Regions from separate parts of the Mus musculus genome. Here region 2 is linked to region 1. Evidence: chromatin contacts called from public HiChIP or PLAC-seq data. All regions are on one chromosome and are shown on one strand. Each heading gives the region's core, a stretch centred on a gene start, on an enhancer-like site or on the middle of the called end of the contact. The rest is flanking DNA. Distances are from core to core; before and after follow the strand shown.

The links. HiChIP or PLAC-seq counts read pairs in DNA pulled down with a chosen protein or histone mark.
Region 2: a contact with region 1 is called in an H3K4me3 HiChIP or PLAC-seq map of embryonic basal ganglia, with 2.8 times the contacts expected there. The contact joins two enhancer-like sites. A contact is called at or near these places in 13 of 115 datasets of contacts at active chromatin or transcription factors (craniofacial prominence, differentiating embryonic stem cells, embryonic basal ganglia and 9 more) and 1 of 9 other capture datasets (embryonic stem cells).

Annotation. Positions count from the first base shown.
Region 1 is chr16:44,534,687-44,541,593 of GRCm38.p6, forward strand. All of the region lies in intron 1 of Boc (biregional cell adhesion molecule-related/down-regulated by oncogenes (Cdon) binding protein), which reads right to left. It overlaps Gm30064 (a long non-coding RNA gene), which reads left to right. Exons shown (of 2, transcript XR_876086.3): 2 at 2,194-2,443. Among named protein-coding and RNA genes, the nearest start is that of Gm30064, 7.8 kb to the left of the region's middle. Within about 2 kb of position 3,930, at least 48 of the 459 cell types and tissues checked have an H3K27ac peak or open chromatin away from gene starts, as enhancers often do. A contact at or near this core is called in embryonic basal ganglia and embryonic brain, where this site is marked.
Region 2 is chr16:44,675,264-44,681,592 of GRCm38.p6, forward strand. No RefSeq gene overlaps it. Among named protein-coding and RNA genes, the nearest start is that of Gm30311, 18 kb to the left of the region's middle. Within about 2 kb of position 4,023, at least 72 of the 459 cell types and tissues checked have an H3K27ac peak or open chromatin away from gene starts, as enhancers often do. A contact at or near this core is called in embryonic basal ganglia and embryonic brain, where this site is marked.

The sequences.
Region 1 (6,907 bases), core at 2,680-5,179:
GTGTGTGTGTGTGTCTGGAGAGAGGGGGGATCCCTGGACAAGTTCTCATTAGTTTCTAGTGTTCAGTCTCCACCCAGGTCTCACCAACATCCACTATAATGTAAGCTAATAACCTTCCCCCTTCCGCATATGCTCTTTCTGCACTCTTGATGATGATAATGACATTAATGATCATAATTTCTCCATAGAGTGTCTCTACTTGTTCAGAGAGAATGGGAGCGGTATCCTCACCCAACAGCAGGTCATTTGGCACCAGAGATCCCGCAGTAGTGTTTACAGAGGGGGAAAACATATCCAGATCTGCTCTCCAGCATCTACTGAACTCACCTAGGGAACGCATACAGCCACCGGGCAAGGCACATCGTCACAAAATGAAAATACCTAATCTTTCCCATCTCCATGGTTCTAAATGCTGGGGGCGGCCAGAACTATCCTCTACAACACATCACTGAGTGAATTCAAACACTGTAGTCCCTGGAGAGAGAACAAGTATATGTACTTCTAAATCTCCTGATGCTTAGAGTGGACAAAAAGGAAAGGCTAAGATTTTATAGCCTGGAGAGATAGTTGGTTTTTTTTTAAAGGTAAAATTCAAACCATTTCCAGGACATATAATTAAAGTAGATCCTAAAAGCTTCAAGTCCTATCTCTCAGGGCAAGGGAATCAGTGTATTAGCACAAAGCCCACTGTCACACATAGGCTCAGAGCAAGTCCAACACACTGTGTCTGCCTGTAAGTTCCCAGTGAAAACAAGGGGCCCCAAGAACAGGGTGCTATTATAGAAGGAAATTCTCCTAGAAACAGGCTAGTACTCAGCCATATGCAAGACCTCAGGAAGGTGCTTCCTCCAAACCATGCAGAAGGACAACAGAATTCGGATGGGGAGTTGAGTAAGAAAAAGCAAGGGCATCTATCCTGTCTAGTGATCACACTAAGAGGAGACAGATTCACTGCTGATAACCACAAGTCACTCACTCCTGCAGAGAAGAGTAGGGCCCTGGGGGTGACTGAATGTAGTTCAGTCCAGGAAGCTGCATACATTGTCCAGAGGGCTAAGAGGGATATGGAGAAAACCGAGGTCAGCTTCTCTGACATCTTTTGGCTAGACCTAAATTAAACTCCAGCATGAATGGCCTCAGGAAAGATGAGTCACATGATAGACTGATTTCACTAATCACTAAGTACAGGCATCAGAGGAATAATGAAAGAAATGTGAACACACGTTACTACCATCCACACATGTGTTCATATATGTTTGGGCACACACGCATGTGCCAGAGTTTAGAAAGCCAGCTCTCAAAGACAGCACAGTTTATAAAGCCCAAAAGGAACTTTCCTTCTATCATCCATATTTATTTCTTACCCAGTCCCAGGAGAGTCAAAGTCTGATGGTCCCAGGACAAAGGCTGCAACCTAACAGAAGTTAGTGTGGCAAGGTCTCCTGGGTCTCACTTTTACCACATACATCGCTGGTTTGCTTCCTTGACACATAGGAAGCAAGCTCTAAGCCAATGAGTGCTAAGCTGTGCAAACCTCCTATTCCTCCCAGGCCTAAGCACAGTCTGCACACTTCAGATCTGGGAGACTCCTGACAGAGAGCTTCGGTGCTAGCTCAGAATAAGGGAATGATGAAGGCAGCCTTCGTCGCCACAGGCTTTGGCTCTGTGTGGCTCTTTTCCAGAGATGAAGTCAGATGGTACTCAAGCCTTCCCACTCTTGCCAGCAAGCATGGGCTGGGTAGAGTGGGCTTACGAGAGAGGAGGTGGGGTAGGACCAAAAGGTTGTAGGTATGTGAAGAAGCTTGTTGTCATCCCATTGGCATGTCAGGTGTCCCCCCAGCCAGTGGCTAGGCACTTGGCTCTTATTTCCTGTGGAAGTCTTCACAACTAATTCTCCTGTCTGCTAAAGCAAAGGCTCCACGATGGCGATACTCTTATCCACAGGGCATCTGCAGCCATAACACATATATAGGTATTCAGAAAACACCTGTTGAATCAGCCAATAACGACATAAGCCATTTTCTATATCCTTTCCTCACAATGATTACGAACCAAAGCATCAGGCTCACATGGAGACCTTTCACGTGACTCAAAAAGCTCTCAGGTTCTGTGACCCAGACTGAAGGAAGATGTCCTGTGTGGTTCTGGAACTGAGCCGGGCAAGAGCATTCCTAAACCTCTCTCTCTCCCCAGTTCTCACAAGTCTCCGCTCGCTCGCCTGGAGGACATCTGAGGGATTCAAATGAAGAACTAAGTCTAAGGGTGAACCGGCCAAGCTATGGAAGGCACCAAATCTTGAACTTAACAGCACTGAGCCAGGGATGGTGGACCTCTCCCTTGGGAACCAGTTTGGTACGAACGACAAATCTATCTCATACTGCGATGTGGGAGGAAATACAGATTGTACTAGAAAAGCCTCCTGAATAAAGGAAGTGCAAATTAGGTCGTCAGTGATGAACAGCGACTTAAAGCTACAGTTTAGCTATTTTCATCGGCATCTTCCCACCCACTCCCAATATTCTAGTTATGTACACAATTTGCCTCAAAGACAGACAGACACACAGACATATAGACATACACAGACACACACGTACATGTACACAGACACACATAGACACACAGACACGTACACAGACACACACAGACATGCACACATATATACACACACATGCATACACATACAGACACATAGACTTGAACACATACACACACATCTCACACACACATGCACACATACACACACACACACTCATATACATACACAGACACACACATACACACACACACACACACACACACACACATACATACACAGACACAGACATACACACACACACATACATACACAGACACACACACACATATGTTGTACCCATATACACATAGATACACAGACACACACACACACTCATATACATACACAGACACACATATACACACACACATAGAGACACACAGACACACACATATGGTGCGCCCATACACACATAGACACACACACATGCATGCACACATACACACACAGGTATGGACACACAGACACACACATACACAGACACACACACACATAACACAATAAACACACAGACACACACACATGCACACATACACACACAGACATGGACACACTCACAGACACACACATACACAGACACACACACATATACCCATACACACATAGACACACAAACACACAGACATGCACACACACACACACACACCCTCACATACACACACAGACACACACACATAAATGCACACACACACACACACACACACCCTCACATACATACACAGACACACACACATGCACACATACACACACAGACATGGACACACTCACATACACAGACACACACACACTTGTACACATTCACACACATGTACATATACACACATAGACACATACATGCACACATACACACACATCACACACATGCACACACATAGACACACAGACACATACACACAGAGAGACAGAGACACACATACACGCACACATACACAACATCACTCACACACACACACACACACACACACACACACACACACACACACACACACTGAGTGAAGCTGCAGCTCTGGCTGGTAGCTATACTTTAGGATCATGACAGTTTACTTTCCCATCTGACCTTATTCAAACTCACTTTCTTCACCCCCTCCCTGACCCCCAAAGCATACACACGGAGTCCCTTGTCCCACCCCTAACCTTTCCTTTCTCAATTACCAAGCTCTTTTAAAACGCCTACACTTTAAATAAATACCACTGTGTGAATGTGAAGCAGGCTGCAGTCCATCTGTCAGTCAGTCAGCCCCTGCCTTCTGCTAAAAGCCCCCACCTCGCCCCTGCCAGCTCTCCCTAACTCATGAAGCACGGAGGCCTTAGTGCAAGGCTGGCACATACAGGGTAAACAAACACATGGAGTCTTGCAGCTGGACCAGGGGCCGCTGTTTATGCAGGAGCGAGTGTGGGGAACTGTAGCCAGGAGGTGATGGGAAGAGTGAGCGAGCAGGCTAATTCTAGTCTCCAGCTCCCAGGCTCCCACCACCACCACCAAGGAAGATTTCCTGCAGAGGGTCTGCCATTCCCAGGTCCAGGGCAGGAATGTTGCTGCAACCGTGTAAGTCCTGGAGGCAGACACGCTGCCATCTTGCCTGTTGTTAGACACCAACAGCCACCCCAGTACATGGCTCCTGACAGGGGCACAGTAGCTATTTCTTAATTACACAGACAGATGAACTGGTTTCCTCCCTGGGTCACAAAGTTCCAGTGTGGGTAGTGAAGGATGGTGTTGGGACCGAGGTCGGTCGGTGAGTATTGCCTAAGACATTCCAAAACCCTACCAAATGATAAAAGATGCTCCCCGACTCACACCAAAAATAATTTAGAGAAATGCTATGCATGAAAATCCAGTCAGATTTCATTGCTGCCGACCTTTCAGAACCTTTAATTTTCTGTTACACAGCATGAATCACCAAGATAGAGTAGGCTCCGAGTCTGTAACCACAAGCTTGGACTTACATGACCCTTGGTCGGGGGGTGATTTGAGAGTGCCATTTTTTTCTTAGAGTACCATTAATGATGAGGATTTTTGCCAAACACATTTTTTGGACATGCTGACCTAACTTGAGAGGTTCTTGGAGATCCAGTTTTGAAATTAAAAGAAAAAACAAACAAAACCCCATATGAACGTGTGGCATGTAGTTGTTTGGGGTGTCATAGAAAAACGTAAGGAGAAAATTTTAATATCAACTATGTCTGAAGATTAAGAGATTTATACTTTTCACTTAAAACACCAGAAATTGTTAAAGTCAGTTTATATTATCACTTTCATCATTCAAAAGACAAATTAAAAAAAAAAGCCTATCCAAACTACTACCGTGACGTCATCAAACTTGCTTTCCCCTGTACACCTGCTGACCTCATTTCTCGATAATCCCTTGAACCCCCAAATGTTATTTGTCTCACTCCCAAATCATGGTTTGCTGTGCTGGGTTCGAAGATGAGGTCCTCCTAACCCATTTGTAAGCATCATCTTTCCTGACTCCACGGCTCTGCTGCTCTCTCACGTCACAGACATGGACTTTGCAAAAAGGGAAAGTGGGCCTCCTAGTTCCATCAGCGACCTTTAGAGAGCCCCTTTTCCTAACAGCTTTGTTTCTTTACTAAGCTGTCTAAAACATAGCATCTAGACCTTGCTGAAACTGTTTTGCTGCGCAAACTAGCGCTTAGAGAATGTGGTTTGGGCCGAGAACATTGATCATTTGGCAGAATGTGTGGCTGGCATGCATGAAGCCCTAAGCTTGATCCATAATACTACATGCAAGCATGCAGCAGAGTATAGCTTACACAGCATGATCCCTCCCCCCAATAAAACCCTGCATTTTAATGTCTGACATTTTTATGCTACTAATGCTTCAAAATGGTACATACAATATAAAACAAAACTCATATCACCAAGTTAGCTCACTTATTTGCATAATTATACGAAGAAGTACATGACTCCCCTTAAAACTGCCACATAGTTTCCCAACAACAACCACTGATTATGTAATGTATTTTAGATGCTTACATCATTGTGTGTGTTCACATTTTGTATATAATATAAATTAAAACTTAGGCTTTCTGATTATTAGATAAAGTATTTGGGGAAGTATGTTAGATATATACAATACATATAGTAATTTGATAAATTGACAGGAGGCAAGAAGGCCCTAAGATCAAGGTCATTTTTACCTACACGGTGAATTCAAGGCCTCTCTAGACTATGAGAGACCCTGTTTCCAAAAATAAAGCAAGCTGCTGCCTTTTTTGCTGCAAATCACCAATTTCCTACTGATTTGTAACTGTCACTGAGATTTAGTGGGTATATAATTATAAACTAGGTTTTCTTGGTAAGCAGTATATGATTAAGGCACATATTTAGGTTGAAAAGAAATTACCAATCTTAACAATACAACCAAGGCAATTATTTAACCATTGGTTGAACTGATAAATAAGGCAACCATCTCAAATACGCGTGTGACCTTGTTTGACCTCTAAACAACTCCAGGCATCGGATAGACAGTTACAGGCTGAGATTTGGAGATGTTACACTGGCTCAGGTGGGGGACTCCCAGCCAATCCTCTGGAGGAGCTAAAGCACGGTAATGCCAGGCAGCACCTTAGGCAAGGATCGGGAATGGGGAGAGAGTAGCTCGCAGGCTTACATACTCTGCCCATTGCACTGCTCAGCAGGCTTTGAGAACCCTGTGCAGATGTCTCTGACACAGACATCCGCATCATTTTGGAAAGAATGTCTTCAAGCAAAGCTCTGGCATGAGGCAAAATGCCCAGAATAAGGTGTTTTGCGCCAAGACCTTACTATCATGTTTTAAGGAAAGTTTTACAATTTTAAAGTTAATTTCCCCGTTTCATACTTTGATTTGTTTATGTATTTTACCGTTATGTGTGTCTGTGCACATGTGTGTGGGTGCCAGTAGAAGCCAGAAGAAGGTGCTGCATCCTCTGGAGCTAGGACTGCAGGAGGTTGGTCATGGGCCACCTGACATGTGGGTTGGGCATGGGACTCTGGTTCTGTGGAAGAGAAAGTGCTCTTAACCACTGAGTCACTTAGCCTTCTGGTCCCTAGTTGAATTTCTTTATGAGAGAGCATGTGTGTTTGGGTACACGTGTTCATGTAGAGACCAGAGGAAAACCTTGTGTCATCCTTAAAATACCACCTCCTGCCAAGACAGGGTCTTTCACCGGCCTAGAGCTCACCAATTAGCCTAAACAGAACAGCAGGCAAGCTTGCAAGCACACACACACCACCAGGCCTGGCATTGTTACCTGGGTTCTGAGCATCAAACTCAGGGCCTCACTCTTGTGCCGCTGTTCTCAGTTTCCCCCAGATCAAGTCCTCAT
Region 2 (6,329 bases), core at 2,773-5,272, 140 kb after region 1:
TTCAACAATGGGACTCAAACCCTAGGCTTCATGAATGCTAGGCAAAACTCTAGGTAGTTTCTACCCCAATCTCCTGCATTGGTCTTCCACTTTGTTCTTTTCTTACTGGTCCTTTCCTTTTCAACTGAACTGTATATACATTATTGAGTTTGTTGAAAAGATCTTACATAAATGGTGTTTTCTTTTATGCTTCTAAAACAAGAGGATAGAAATGATTTTTGAAGACATGAGGTAGTTCCTTAATTTCTAGGGAAAGATTCAACGCGAACAGCAACATTGTTGGGCGGAATGGTTGTCATTGTAACCATACCTGTCAAAAGCATAGCACAGTTTCACATGGATGCTGCCAAAGAATCCGATCTTCCTTAAGCAATGTCTTCCTTAAACATGTCAGAGCCAATGAGAACAAAGACCAAAAACTCACATTAACAGTAAGAGGCAGGCTGCAGAGAATGGCTGAAGAGTTGTTGAAACACGTCACTGAGGTTCTGGGATTGGTTTTGCCATAATGGCCCATTCAAACATTCTTGGCAAAGCATGTAGCTATGTAGGAGCTTTTCTAGAAACATCTTCCCTTCTGGCATCCCAGGGGATTCCATGCTGTTCTCAGTGCGAATGTTTCTCCTGGGCTTTTCTCCACAGTTGCTACAGGAATAAGTCTCTGCTTTGGTGTGGAGGGTACTCTGAGCTGAAACTACCATCTTCCAAAATCCTAGTAGGTCTTCTATGGTTCCTCTACCACAGGGGGCCTCAGTTTCAGTTTCTCAATTGTGCTGCTGTCTGGACTCCTGCCATACCTAGGATTGTCTTTCTATAAGCCTTGCCGAGTCCTGACTAACTTTCCCCCTTTCCTGGTCCAGTTCCCTAACAAATTTAGTGTTCTTGTTTTTGGTTTTCGAGACACATTCTCACTCCATAGCCCAGGCTGGCCCAGAACTCACCCTGTATCCCATACCATCTATCCCATACCATCTCTGAACTTCTGGCTTCAATCTTTCTGTCTTGGCCTCTTAAGTCCTGTATTTTTGGCTGTGTGTTGCCATTTCCAATTTTAGCCCCCTGTTCTTGTACTGAGCAGAAGGGAAATATGTTCTTTACTTATTAATTGATTTATTATTACTTTCAATGCTAGGGATCAAACCCAGGATTTCACACATGCAAGGCAAGCACCCTCCCACTGAGCTATGTGCACAGACTTGCCACTTACACACAACATTCTTCCTAGGCTGGAAAATGTTGTTCCACCTCCACAAGGTTCTGCAGATTCTGCGTAGTAACGCAATAGCCCTTTTCCCTGGAACCTGGCTCCAAAGCTAATATACCCATAAGGTAAATGAACAGAGAACAAATCCCAGTCAAGATAATAAACAAGGCCTTGGCAGCAAGGCCCTGTCTGTGTGAGTAAATGCCAAGAACATTCAAAGAAGTGAATAGATACCTGTGGGAAAGGCCAGCAGAGACTTTCAGGGAAAATGAAACCAAAGAGCAAATGGATTCCTGAGAAAGATCTAGTAGAAAAACGCGTCTGTTTAGTACATGCAGCTGCTTTCTTGGTCCAACAAAGGCATTAAAGAAATCATGGATTGAAGTCTTGAGGAAAGATAGGGAAAAACAAAACAACAACAACAACAGAAGCAAGCAGCAGCAACAGCACCACCACCACCACCAAAACTTTGCTACTGAATTATCTAGTGCATTTGCCCCATTTTTTCCAATTAAGACATTTCCCAGGTCCTCTAGATGATCTCTTGTCGTTTTCCTTTCCATCTTTTAGTTCGGGTGGTGCTGGGAGCTGAGCTTAATGAACAAGAAGAAAAAGAGATACCTGGGGTTAAAGTTGCCAATCAAAAGCCAGGAAGTCTCAGACAAGAGGTTGTGAACAGTGCAGTCTTAGGGTTGTCTAGAAAAAGACTGACTATGTTCCAGAAGGTAAGTTCCAATTCTGCAGATGAACAGGCCACCAGAAAAACCTGTCACCTAGCAGTAACCACAGATGTGGTGAGGAACAAGAGGGTCCTTCAGAGCTGCTTACAACATTAATAGCCTCTTGTTGGTCAAGGAAGATAATGCTGCAGGTCAGTGCAATGGTTAGGAAACACATGTACAGAAAATGTTGAGAGCAATGCCTGGTGCACAGCACTGTGGGAAGATGCCTGATGTCCATCCATTATAAACAGGCAAAATAAAAGAAGTAAAAACCCAGGTTGATATGTCATTTGTCAGGAACCACACATTTGTAGTTCCCGAGTAAACGCTGTATAAGGTAGGAATGATATGGGTAGAAAGAATGTTGGTCTGGGTTTAATAACAAATCAGTATTTTTGCTCAGATGAAGAAAAAAAATTAATAATTAGTTCAAGATGGTGTCTGATGGTCTGATATTAATATATACAAGACAAGAGACTATGTACAAAACAAGAGAACCTGAAAACATCGTATTCATTTCTGATTAAAAACTAGCTTAAGGGGATAGACCAATCCTGGTAGAAATAGGAAGACTTGTTCATCAAAAGTTCTCTTCCAACCTTTGAGTGGAAGTTTGAGACCTATTCAAAAGAATGAGTCTCCCGCATCTGTGACTTCCCCTGGTGGCCCTGCTCCTTGCACAGTATCAGTCTCTGTGCTCTAGAGAGGCTCTCAGCAGGTAATGGGCTTCCTGGTTCAGATGAGCAGTGGTAGGTAGAGGATAGAGGTGAGGAGAGCAGCAGATGGTGGGGCTTCTGGTAGGCTGTGGACTGGGCGGAACAAAAGAAGAGCTGAGTGGAGAGGTCTTCAGTTCTGACCCGGTGAAGAGGAACCGTCTGGTGAGCACCTTGTGGCCACAATACCTCAGGACCCTGGCTGTCTCAGGAGTGGATCATCATATTCCTTCCAGCTCAGCATGTCTGTGAGTCTAGTTAAAAGCCAGCTCTGACGACAGTCATTGCCCACAGCTCCTCATGGTCATCTTGGAGCCAGACAGAAAACCCACATCACATTTTGATCAGTAATCTTTCCAAAAGACTTGCTTGAGTTCTGCGAGTTTGTTTGTTTTGTTTTGTTTTGTTTTGTTTTGTTTTGATTTCTACAGGAATCTCACTTATCTGATATCCAAGAGTTACCTTCTAAAGATCCAGAGGCAAACCTTGCAGTGGATGCTGGATAATAAGAGTTATATCCTGGTGAGTAATGTCAAAATGCTGCATGAGAGAACATCATCTTTGCAGAAAAACTGAAATGCAGTTTTAGGAACAAGTTAGTGCTTTAAGAATAAAAGTGAGCATAAAAATATGTCTCTAGTATTTAAAAATCCCAAATCATTTATTTATTTTCGGATTTGAGACGTTTAATCTTTGTATGGATGCTATTTTTGAAATAAGGAACAAAGGCAGACAGTTAGGGCCATTAAGAAATAATAGGAATGAAAGCCAAAGCCACGAGTTTAGGGGCACCTCAGAAACAATTTTGTTATTTTGAAAAAAAGTAACTGTTTTTGAAAAATTCTGTTTTGAAAAATAACTTGAAATTCTTTAGTGGTTCCACCCTTTACAATTCCACGTGACTGCCATGGCCAAGGTAGAACTGACTCGTTAGTCACCGTGGCTCCATTCTCTGAAGATATGGGTATTTAAAGTACAAAAAGCCTTCAGGAGATAATTCTCTAAGCGGGTGCGGTGAGTCACCAGTTGACGTGGGATAATGGTGTAGGTTTTCTCAATTTCCTGTCTGGGATGAGAAGCTTCATTCCATAAACATCATCATTAATAGAAGAGGGAAAAATAGATGGAGAGACTTGAGACTGTCCAATGAGGAAGATCTGCTGTAGGATTAAGCTTGGGTGTCTACCCCAAGGACGAAGTGGTAGAAAGTTCGCCACATTTGATTATGAAGTGGGCTTTTGTAGCCTTTTTTTTTTTTTTTTCTGAACCTCTGGAATAAAGAGGGTTGATTTGCGACGGAATCTCCAGAGCCTGCAGCCATATATTACAATATGTTGTAAATCCAGAGGGTACAATATAGATTTCACAGGGGGGCCCTGGGGTTAATTGAAATTCCATCTGTTTCTTCCATGTGGGTTAGACTCCTAAGACATGCTCACTCGGGATGAGATATAGGATTTACAAGCTTTTAATTTTTAGGCTGAAGTAGAAGTTCACCTAACTCTGCGCCTCCGTCCGTTTACATCCTACCTTCAATTTTAAAAAAAGAAGAAGAAAAAGAGAAGAAGAAGAAGAAGAAAAAAAAACCAGTTTAAAAGGCAGCCTGGCTTTATTCCCCTCACAGCTGCCCCTAGGCAGCCCCCCTTCCTTGCAGTGCATGCTGGGTAATGCCATGTATTCTTAGGTTTCCAATGGCTCCCATTACTGTCAATTAGTTACGGAATGCTACAGAGATTCATGCCTGACAGCTCGGGTAAAGGCAGGAGAAATGGGCTCAGTAGGGAGCGAGGGGCCTGATTCTTTTTTGTCCACAAGAAATACCTTTCTCAGCAAGGCTTTTAATGGCTTTCTCTTCTTTCTTTCCCTCTGCCCGGGCACACCCCGTGATCCCGAAACACACCATATACACATACACACATATAGTCATATGTCAGTGTGTTTGTGTGAGTATCACAGCAGACTGTGAAGGCTCTCGGGGCAGAAGGCTCTGAAGTAGCTGTACAGGTTCTTAGAGCAAGCCTTTACATCCCTACTTAGATCTTGCTCGGGATTAGATTCCTGACTCAGGTCTCTTCAGGTGTCTTGTTCCTAAGTGCTGCCTCGGCCTCCGGCCTCAGTCTTGCTTGCTATTGTTTTCCTTGGCAGCTCTCTGACTTATAAAGGAGAAGCACAGTCTAGCCACAGATCCTGGTCAGAGACCCCTGCTGCTTTGCTTGGAGTTTGGGGCAGCGAATTCTCCTGACCATCCTGACCACTCCCATGACCCATGACTTCTTTTTCTCCCTCTTTCATTTCTCCTCTTTTGTGGCATTCCTCCTTTCCCTCCTCAGAATCACAGAGATCATTGTACTTAGAAGATTTTTCTTTAACTCCTGGATCACCTTTTTCTCCCTTCCTATTCACCTAATGCTTATCATAACATAACATTTCCTGTTACTTTAGCATTCTCTCACCACATGCTTGGAACACCTGCCCTGGGTATTTGAATAGATTCTTCCCTCTCCTCAAATACATTTGAGCTTAAAAGCTGCCAAGATGGAGAGTTCTTCCTGTCCAAGGAGAGCTGAAGGTACTAGGATCCACAATTCATGCTCCGTTGTGTCTCCCAGGACTCCACATTCTCTCCACAGCCCAACTTATTGTCTAAAGCTGTATTCCTCATCTATATGTTGCCAGCCCATCTATTACAGCGAGTCTTCTTAAGACAAATGGCCATCTTGTTCAAGCAAACCACATCTAGGAATACCATCTGCTACAAGCAGGGGTTCAATGATGTGGCTTAAAAATGGATTAAAACATGTTTCCAGAACCCACATTGCTCCGGAAGAGTTTTCTTACTCTGAGTCTGCTGTCATTGCTCTTTTACATGAACACCGGGCCTTCCTCATGATTCAAAACAGAGAAAGGCTTAGGAAAGACCTGATAGGAAAATACCAGATGCTAATAGAAAACAATGAGCACAATGCTTAGAGTTGTCTGTTCATCCAGATGGAGATGAGAATGAGGATGGGCTAAAAATAGCAGGCGACGACACACTAGAGAAAAACACGGTCTGCAGCAATGTGTGCCTGGGTTATTCATAGTCTCAGTTCCTTCCTTCCTGAGGCCTGGCCTAGTGAGGGAGTCACTAAAGGCTGGAGTAGGGAGACAGTCCTATTCTGTCTCATCCAGCCATCTGTGAAAGGCAGAGTAGGGAGGCCCAAGAAAAGGGTACTGTGGTGGAAGAAGTTAGAGCCAGGTTGTAGAACGTAAGCCTTAGAGCCCAAGGGTTAAGCTGCAGGCTTTTATTTCCTGGGTATTGCAGTCAAGGAATTACTGGGAAGACCATATTCAGAAGAATTTGGCTGAAGACTGCCGCTACTTTATACTGTCAACACATCACCCCTGGCACGGTGCCTTAAGATTCCCGTAGAATCTTTAAGCTTCTTATTAATGATACCTTCTGCAGTGCATAGCCAATACCATCTCCTTAGCAAATCTGCTGTAGTTCCCTGTCCTTCAAACTTTAATATGCTGACAGATGACATGGCAGCTCACTAAACGGGTGATTCTGAGTAGGATTTTGAGACTCTACAGTTGGAAGTTCTCCAGAGATACCCTTGTCGCTGGTCCATTGACTCTCTAAGTAGTAAGACATCATCACTTCATCATCTTGTCCATACATAAAAGTGTAATGATGGATTGTCTTGA